Regions from separate parts of the Mus musculus genome. Here all the other regions are linked to region 2. A link is a contact called in public Hi-C data. All regions are on one chromosome and are shown on one strand. The core of a region is the stretch at or near the end of the contact, and the rest is flanking DNA. Distances in the headings are between cores, read along the strand shown.

The links. Hi-C and Micro-C count contacts between places; a contact is called where the count stands out from the background.
Region 1: a contact with region 2 is called in a Hi-C map of cerebral cortex, with 15 times the contacts expected there. The contact joins the promoter of Efnb1 here to the promoter of Eda in region 2. A contact is called at or near these places in 5 of 39 promoter capture datasets (the 3T3-L1 cell line, hippocampal neurons, liver and 2 more), 7 of 484 Hi-C or Micro-C datasets (3T3-L1-derived adipocytes, cerebral cortex, cortical neurons and 4 more) and 1 of 115 datasets of contacts at active chromatin or transcription factors (astrocytes).
Region 3: a Hi-C map of uterus shows a contact between it and region 2, with 3 times the contacts expected there. The contact joins the promoter of Dlg3 here to the promoter of Eda in region 2. A contact is called at or near these places in 2 of 39 promoter capture datasets (hippocampal neurons and pre-B cells) and 1 of 484 Hi-C or Micro-C datasets (uterus).

What each region holds. Positions count from the first base shown.
Region 1 is chrX:99,134,763-99,137,692 of GRCm38.p6, forward strand. Efnb1 (ephrin B1) reads left to right here and starts at 1,299. Exons shown (of 5, transcript NM_010110.5): 1 at 1,299-2,251. The coding sequence starts at 2,124.
Region 2 is chrX:99,974,267-99,977,058 of GRCm38.p6, forward strand. Eda (ectodysplasin-A) reads left to right here and starts at 1,340. Exons shown (of 8, transcript NM_001177937.1): 1 at 1,340-1,910. The coding sequence starts at 1,515.
Region 3 is chrX:100,766,021-100,769,035 of GRCm38.p6, forward strand. Dlg3 (discs large MAGUK scaffold protein 3) reads left to right here and starts at 1,702. Exons shown (of 21, transcript NM_016747.4): 1 at 1,702-2,408. The coding sequence starts at 2,052.

The DNA.
Region 1 (2,930 bases), core at 49-2,548, 840 kb before region 2:
TCTTTGGTCCTTCTTACCTTGCCTAGTAAGTCTAAAGTTAGAACCCGATTCATTACAAAAAGAAAAGAGGAGGCAGCGAGGAGGAGAAAAAGGAGGGGCGCGAATATAGGAAGCCTTTCTAACCTTTGAAGTCCCCAAGCCCAGATCTTTCCCACCTTTCTTACATGAGTGGCCAGTGGCCGGCTCTTGCTACTGCCATGCCTACCTCTGAGCGCTTTGAGTGCCAGACTTGCTCAGCAGGCTCTAGGTGGGAGGCCTCCGCTTATCCCGGGAGCCCGCAAGTCTATAGAAGGCCAGCAGGGGGAGACATTAGCACGTGGGTACGTCCGCTGGGACCTGAGAAAAGCGAGTAGGTCAGACCGGGAGGGTCTGAGCTATGGGATTGAGCCAAATTATAAGCAAAGAGACAAGGAGGGGCGGAGAGAATGGGCCAGTGCTGGGAGACAAAGACCCAGATGGTGAGGCCGAGGCCGGGAAAGGCTGGAGTCCGGAATCTCAGGGCCCAGATGCCTGCTTTTGCTCTTTCAAAAGGCTTCTCTTCTGCTCCTTTCTCCCCTGTCCTAGAGCTTTCTGTACAGTTTGTGACCTCTCGTCCCTACTTGCCTGCTCCTGGCCCTTTCGTATGCCTTCAGACAGGACTGACTAAATCTGTGTGCCTGGAGTTTGGGGTGGAGGGTCTCAAAGGGCTCGCTCTCGAAGATGAAAATTTTAAAGGCTTGGTTCACTAGATGCAAATAAATTCCTCCTCCCCTTTGGACACAATACTTTTTCTGAGTCTCCACTGCCCATAGCTCTAACCTCTAATAGTCTAATAGACTCTTGTCGTGGTCAATGCAAAAAAGGAGTGCATTACGAGGACAGGAAGACGGGGTCCAACAGAGTGTAGGTAGTGACTGGACTGGGAGCAGGCAGGCTGACAGAAGTGGGCACCGAGTGGGATTCTGGGGCTGGTACGCGAGTATGCGCATGTGGGGTGTGTTTGTGTGTATAAAAAGAACACAAGGACGGTGCTTTCTGGAGGTACTTGGGACAGGGTTTGTCTGCTCTAGGTCAGTGGGCCGGGTGCTGACCGGGTGTGCATGAGAGCAGGCCAGCAGCTTTTGGGAAGCGCCAACTTCCCTAGAACTCCCTGGGAACCAGACTAAGCGGGACAGAGGCATAACCGCAAGAGCCGCACATTCAGATTCGTGCCATCGAGAGAGCAGCGTCCTTATGAGCTCCCCGAAGCCCCACCCCTTCCTGCTCTGTGGGCGTGGTATGGGGCAAGGACCCCGTCACAGAGCTTTCTATTGGTTCGAAGGAGCAGGGTTGGCCTTGTGCTCGCCTGAGCAGGAGAGTAGAAAGCTCAGCGGCAGCGGAGGGAGTCTATGCGCGCTGGACAGCAGTGGGGGGTGTGTGTGATTCGCACTGACTGCAGACACTCGGGCTCAATCGCCGGGGATTAAGGACTTGGCGACCGGGCTGCCGGGCTACCCGGCCGAGGCTTCAGAGGTGCAAATCGACGGGACTGATTTGCTCGGCAGGGCCGTACTAGCCTTTTAAGTATACTGAGAAGGGCCGGTGCTAAAGTAGAAGCTGTCGTGGGACGCGCCGGCGCGGAGTCCCACTGTGGCCCGGAGGAACGGAGTCCGTGTTAGGGGGACCCAGTCGGGAGCCTGGGGACCGAGCTCGCATTGTTGGGAGACAACCCGCCTCTTCTTCCCAGAGGCGTCAATCCCAGGACGGTCGAGGCGTCGGGGCAGCCACTGAGCGCTCTTCAGGGAGACCCGATCGGGGAGAGGACTTGCAGTCTCAAACAATCTGGGAGAGCCGAGCGGAATCCGGCGGGATCACTCGGGGGCGGCGAGCCCCCGTCGCGCCTCGTGCGGCGGAGAGGCCAGGGAAGAAAGTCCTCGGAGGCCGCAGCCCATGCGCGGGTTGGGGACGCCTGCCCAGTGAGTCCTCCTGGCCAGCCGGGCGAAGGAGAGCGACCCCGAGGCCAGCGGGAGGGGAGTGCTTCAAGGCCGGCGGCTGCGGAGGATGGGCGCCTGAGTGGCTCCGAGCGCTGCGCGGCACGGGCAGGCGAGGCGAGCTTTGCTGAGGAGGCGCTAGGGGATCCTGAAGTGCATTCTGCCCCGGGGAAAATGGCCCGGCCTGGGCAGCGTTGGCTCAGCAAGTGGCTTGTGGCTATGGTCGTGCTGACGCTGTGCCGGCTTGCCACGCCGTTGGCCAAGAACCTGGAGCCCGTGTCCTGGAGCTCTCTTAACCCTAAGTGAGTAACTTATCTACTCTGGTCCCTGGGGGTGGGAGGCACTTCTTCGGGGTGAGGTCGTGCACCCCCAAGTGCGTGGGGGGGGTTGTCCGTAGGAGGTGCGGCGCCCTATTTTATATCTGGCCTTTTCTAGTGTTTTCTTGCGGGCAGTCGGGGTAGGGTGCGGAAGGGTGGGGTGGGGGCACTTAGCTGCGTTTCGATCCTTCGGTTTGGCCCTACTCTCAAGTCCGGATCGCGTCTGTTGGTCACACCAGGCAGATATAGAATGTCTGGGCGCTCCAGAGCGCACCCGAGAGCTGGGTGGGGGCGAGTAAGCAGCCCACTCCAGGGCCTCTGGGAACGTGGTGGTTTTCACTCACAGCCACTCCAGGGGTGAGATCGACCTGAGCAAGGGACCAGGCCAGAACACAGGTTCCTCATTTGCTTAGGTGTCAGGGCGGCTCAGGACCTAGCGCCCCGGGGCGAGTGGCAGCATCTGTATATCTTCTCCAGCTTCTCCCATTTTCATTTGTCTTTCTTCCCTGTCTGTTTGCCTCCCTGTCTTTCTCTTTGCCGTCTCTTCTTGCACACTCCCCCCCCCCCCCCATTTCTCTCTGCCGGGGAGGTAGAAAGGCGGGCGCTGCTTCCAGGCTCACAAAGGCGGCGGGTGGAGAAGGGCGGAGTGGAAGAGGGTTTGTTT
Region 2 (2,792 bases), core at 90-2,589:
TGCTTCAAGTTAATAAAATTGCTAATTATTCATTTCTCAATTACATGGAAATGAGTGTACCTACTGGGTAAAAAAAAAAGTGGCTGCTTGCTCTGCTACAGTTATTTAGTTCTCTAAAATTTGAGACTACTAACACTTGTCAATTGTGACTCTTGACAACTAATCTTTTCCATCCTTCATTTCCAGGTCTATTGTTCTGACATTTGCCATTTTCCCCCCTCTGACCCTGTTTCTGATTGGTGCAGCTGTTGAAGATGCTGCCGTTGCAGCAGTGTACATCTGGAACATTTGGCTGACTTGTTGAACTTACCCCAGGGAGTACTCCAGGGGAAGCATGGGAAGGGTGGAGAGGCCAGAACAGTTGCCTGCGAATACAGATGCCAATAGTGTCTGGCCATGCTGTGGACCACCCCTGTAAAAATTCACCTCATCATGACCCTCAGTTTCCCCACCTGCTCCTCGAAGGCTCAAGTTCTTCCAAAACTTGTGCAGCTCTGGAAAAAGATAAACTTTTGCCTGAGGGTTCTCTCACACGGTACTTTCTGCACTGTGAAAGGGATCAATGCATATCTGTTGAATGAATTACTATATCAAGAAATCCTAGGAAACGGTTTTAGCCTTCAACGGACAGCATCACTTCAGTTTTACTTGGCACTAGGCACCCTCTCTATGCCCTCAGACTGTGCCCCAAGACTCATTTTAGGAGTGAGGTTGCCCTGTTCCCAGTCTGTTTGGCTCCCAGGCTCCTAGGTCTCCTTTTCTTCTGGCGAGCCATTGAATTGCAAACACAGCAGGCATGGTTTCATTCCAAACCCTGAACTGTTTTAATTAGTTTAACGTCTGTTAAACGCTTTGAAGATTGAAAGCAACAGATAAGTACTGGATGATGTTATTAGCAACTGCAGTTAATTGCAAACATTTCTATTAATGCTAGTTTCTGCCTCCTTTTCTTTTCTCCACGTTCTTTCCAAGGTTCCCAAATTCTTCTCAGCCTCCCCCTCCTGCCCTCCCCCATAGCGGCGCTGAAGGGTTAAACCGGGGTGGAGTCTAGAGATGAACGACAGCCGCCCTCACCAACTGCAACGGGGCAAGCGGGAAGAGCTGGGTGGGGCTGCCAGGCAGAGGTGAACCCCCACGCCCCCAGGCCCCGCCCCACGGCTGGAGGCCCGAGTGGAACGGCAGGGGGCGGGGCAGCCAGGCCTGGCGGGCCCGTGGTTGGGCGTCCCGGCCGCCCCTTGAGGCATGGGGCGGGGTAGGTGAGGACCTCCTCCCTCATTCCCTCTCTGGCCGCGCCGCCCCTCTCGCCCGCCCCTCCTCCTCCCTTTCCCACCCCTCGGAGTGGAGCTGCACATGCGGCTGCTCCCTGTTCTGTCCCGCCCAGCCACCGTCGCTCAGGAACGGGTCCCTGCAGCCCCCAGCCGATGGCAGGACAGTAGTCGCCTGTCAGGGGTCGTGAAGGACTGAGGCAGAGGCAGAGGCTCCCGGGCCTCAGATAGTGGTTGTCTCTGGAGGCCATGGGCTACCCAGAGGTAGAGCGCAGGGAACCCCTGCCTGCGGCAGCGCCAAGGGAGCGGGGCAGCCAGGGCTGCGGCTGTCGCGGGGCCCCTGCTCGGGCGGGCGAAGGGAACAGCTGCCGGCTCTTCCTGGGTTTCTTTGGCCTCTCGCTGGCCCTCCACCTGCTGACGCTGTGCTGCTACCTAGAGTTGCGGTCCGAATTGCGGCGGGAACGGGGAACCGAGTCCCGCCTCGGTGGCCCGGGTGCTCCTGGCACCTCTGGCACCCTAAGCAGCCCTGGGAGCCTCGACCCGGTGGGTCCCATCACCCGCCACCTGGGGCAGCCGTCCTTTCAACAGCAGCCTTTGGAACCGGGAGAAGATCCACTCCCCCCTGACTCCCAGGACCGGCACCAGGTGAGTCACCTAGGAGGGGCGGCGGCCTTGGAGGCCCCCTCCCCTGCTCGGTTGGGCGGGGGCCTGGGCCTCAGGGCTCAGGGGACTCTGCCACTCAGAGCCAAGTTCCAGGGCAGGAGCTGGGAGTGGGCCGGAGTGCTGGGGAGAGGTTGTCCAGGTCAGGTTGTTCTCGGTTCCTGCCTTGGCTCATCCAGACCCTCTCCGGTCCCGTGGAGTTGGAAAGCCCAGCCTGCACGCGCCGCCCCCGGGGAGGTGTGGGCTGCTTAGCGAAAAGTTGGCCTGCCTTGCACCCATCCGGGCGCGGAGGTGCCTGCGCCGCCCCCGTGGCCGTCTAACGGCGAGCAGCTTGGCCCCTCGTGCCCCCTGGTGAGTTTCTCTGCCCGTGGTGCTTGTTTCTTCGTGTCCCGAGCTGATGCCAGCACTAGCAGGCTCCTCTTTGGAGTTGGAGCTGTAAACAGCTGTACTAACTGTTCCACGCCCGTTGAAACAACTTTTAACCATACTTTCAGCGCTGGATTCTTGTGCGCTGACCAGGACCTGAGCTTTTTTCACACTTACCTGCAACTTGAGACGGATTCTCTTCTGCGTTCTAGTTAGGATCAGCGCCCCTGAGGAATTCTGGTAGAAATATGCCGTCTTGCTAGACAACTTCTGAACAGCAATTTAAAAAATCTATGGAAATAAAACTCACCCTTTGCATGCCGGTTCTGACACTCTTGTAGATGGAGTTGGGTGCAGTGGGTGTGAAGAGTTTTCATTATTGCTGCCTTTGGAACAGGAAGTTGGATTTTTGTTTTGTTTTGATAATCTTTAGAGGGTTTGTATCTCTTTTAGCAAACCATTATCGTAGTTGTTTTTCTTACTCGTTATTCCAGCAAATTT
Region 3 (3,015 bases), core at 452-2,951, 790 kb after region 2:
AGGATCTGACACGCCCTACTGGCCTCTGCCAGAACTGCACGCAAATGGCTCAAATACATACATGCAGGTAAAACACTAGTACACAGAAAATGAAACAAGTCTACAAATAATTTTTGTAAAGGAAGTGAAAGCAGGCATAGGCTTGCTGCATTTTACTCAGACCTCTCTGTATCTGGGTGACCCATTGGAAGATGCCACTCCCACTGAAGGTCTGTTCATCCGCACTTGAAATGCCCTCACAGATATGCCCAATGCGTATCTTCTAGGTGATTCTAATTCTACTGAAGTTGACAACCATGGCTAGTTACCATAACTATATGGTTTTCTGTTCTTTGTTGCACTTACGTTTGTCTACATCCTCTCAGGGACTGGGTCTGTTTGTTGTATATCGTATTGTTCTATTACTATATTCTAGAACAGTGTTTGGCATGAACATCTGTTGAATTAAGCCCAAGTCTCTATTCACAACACCCATGTGATGGCTTTACACCGGGTAAGTGCTCAATTAATGTCTGTTAAATGAAACGGAGACCTAAAATCTGCAGAACTTAGAGCACAGTGCTTATCTGAGTAGTTTAGAGCATGGGTTCCAGTCAAATGGCAAGAACTTTCATCTCTCAGTTATGCTACCTAGTTGTGTTAGCACCGCTGAGCTTACAGTTCTTATTGGTAGAATGGAGGTACCTTTAGTACTGCCTTGATAGAGACTTTTGTTTGCACCTCAGACTTTGTAACGATTCAGTCATTGTCTGCTAAAGATAAAACAAGGACAGAAACAAAAAGCTAGCCTGGGTGGCACCTGTAATATCACCAATCAAGTAGTTGAGGCAGGATGATCACTCTGTCTCAAAAAAAAAAAAAGATTCTTTCTGTCTTATGATTACCCTTTCCCCACCTTCCAACAGCGTGAGCGAGGAGAAGTCAAGGAGACCTCCTTCAATCGGGATTCCTGGGTGCTGTGCCAGAACCAAAGAATTGGCTTCTTTCACTTTAGATCTTTTCTTACCACTTCCTTGTACCCGAACTCCCTTTCCTCGTAACATTTCAAGCCTCTTTTCCCTAACATAACCATGGAGTGGAGGCAGAAGTGTCGGAGGCAGGCATAAATAGTTTTCTCTCGTTGCCGGTTCTGAGGTTAGTCTCTCACTGGTGATGTAAGAAAGGTCGACTGTGAGAGATACTCATTACAGGGCCTAGGAAATGAAAGAACAATGGTCCTGATGAGGATGCGCTGACAGACCTGGATGCTGCCCTTTTCCTTGGTCCCCTGCAGGAGGCAGCACTTCGCGCACCCTGTCCAGATGCCCCTTTGATCGGTTCTATTGCTGCCTTTACTTCTGATGGCCCTAGCTTAGAGCAAGCTTAGGGACCCATTGAGCATCTCACTGCAACTCCCTCTTGCCAGTGGGGCGGGGTGGAGCGGGCAGAAGACAGCCTGAAATTGGCAACACGAGAACACAGGATCGCAGGATCATACTCTTCAGCTCTCTAGTGGCCCAAATCTCAGCCACCTAGACTAGGGTTGCCAGTAACTCCACAGAATAGGGGAGATGTGTCTGAGTCCGGGGGGTGGGGGGGCGCCTCTGCTTCTGCTCCTTTAAGAAGCCGCTGTTTAGCATTCCTGCTGCTGCCGCTGCCGCTGCCTGACTCTGCGCTCTGATTGGCTGGAATCAATTGAGAAGGGAGCCAGGGAGAGATGCTCTTGACTCCACTCAGATCCATCCTGGGGACCTGAGCAGAAGAGGTTCTCGCCGCACCTAGCCTTTGCCTGGGCGCCCGATTCTTCTTTGCCGCTGGGCCTCGGCCCAGAAGCCACAACGGGCGACACGGAGCCGCCAGTGCTGGAGGGGGAGCCATGGGTGCGGGGCAGCGTGGGGGCAGAGGCCCCAGGACGCCCGCCCGGCCCCAGGCCCCGCTCAGCCAGGGCACCCCCACGGGTGCCCCCTCCTTCTTGGTCTGAGCAGTGCGAGTGTGCTAGGGAGCCCGGCGGCGGCGGCGGCGGCGTGGAAACTGGCGTGGGCTGGGGGGTCCGAGCCGCGGGGGGCAGTGCCATGCACAAGCACCAGCACTGCTGTAAGTGCCCCGAGTGCTATGAGGTGACCCGCCTGGCCGCCCTGCGGCGTCTTGAGCCTCCTGGCTACGGGGACTGGCAGGTGCCGGACCCCTATGGGCCAAGTGGGGGCAATGGGGCTAGCTCCGGTTATGGAGGCTACAGCTCGCAGACCCTGCCTTCACAGGCAGGGGCTACCCCCACCCCTCGCACCAAGGCCAAGCTCATCCCCACAGGCCGAGATGTGGGGCCAGTGCCCCCTAAGCCAGTCCCCGGCAAGAGCACCCCAAAACTCAACGGCAGTGGCCCCGGCTGGTGGCCCGAGTGCACCTGTACCAACCGGGACTGGTATGAGCAGGTAAGGACCGGCAGATGAGGAGGAGGGGAGGCTGGTGGGACAACCCAAAGGACTAGGGATTGGGGTCTAGGAAGTCTGGGGAGCAGTAGAGGTTGCTGGGGCTCCAAGTCTATGGATCTGAGCCTTTAGCAGCTGACCAAAGAGAGACTGTTGAAAATACATCTTCTATGTGTGTCTGTTTAGGGGGTCTCCGTTTGGAGGGGATTGGGAGGAGCTGTTTGTATCAGGGGGTGATGGTATGGCGGAGGGGCACATTTTTCTAGTGTGGGGGATTTGGGTTTGTCTCAGTGCAGGGCGGGGGGGTGGCAGTGTCTCTGTGTCTGGCAGGGGGCGGGAGGTTCTGCGGGGGTTGTATGTGGTGTGTGTCTCCATAGGAGGGGAGGAGGGGGCATGGTGCTCTGCGTGGGGGGGACATATGTGTTTGTATGTATGTTGGGGTGTGTGGAAGAAAGCAATGGAGCTTGTGTGAATGTATGTATCAGAACCCATGTGCCCAGATGGCTGAGCGTCATCTCTCCATACCATGAGTCCCTCTCCATCCCAGTCCCTTTGTGTGTGAACGTGCACATGGATATGTGAGGATGTGTCTCTGAATGTGAAGGTGTCT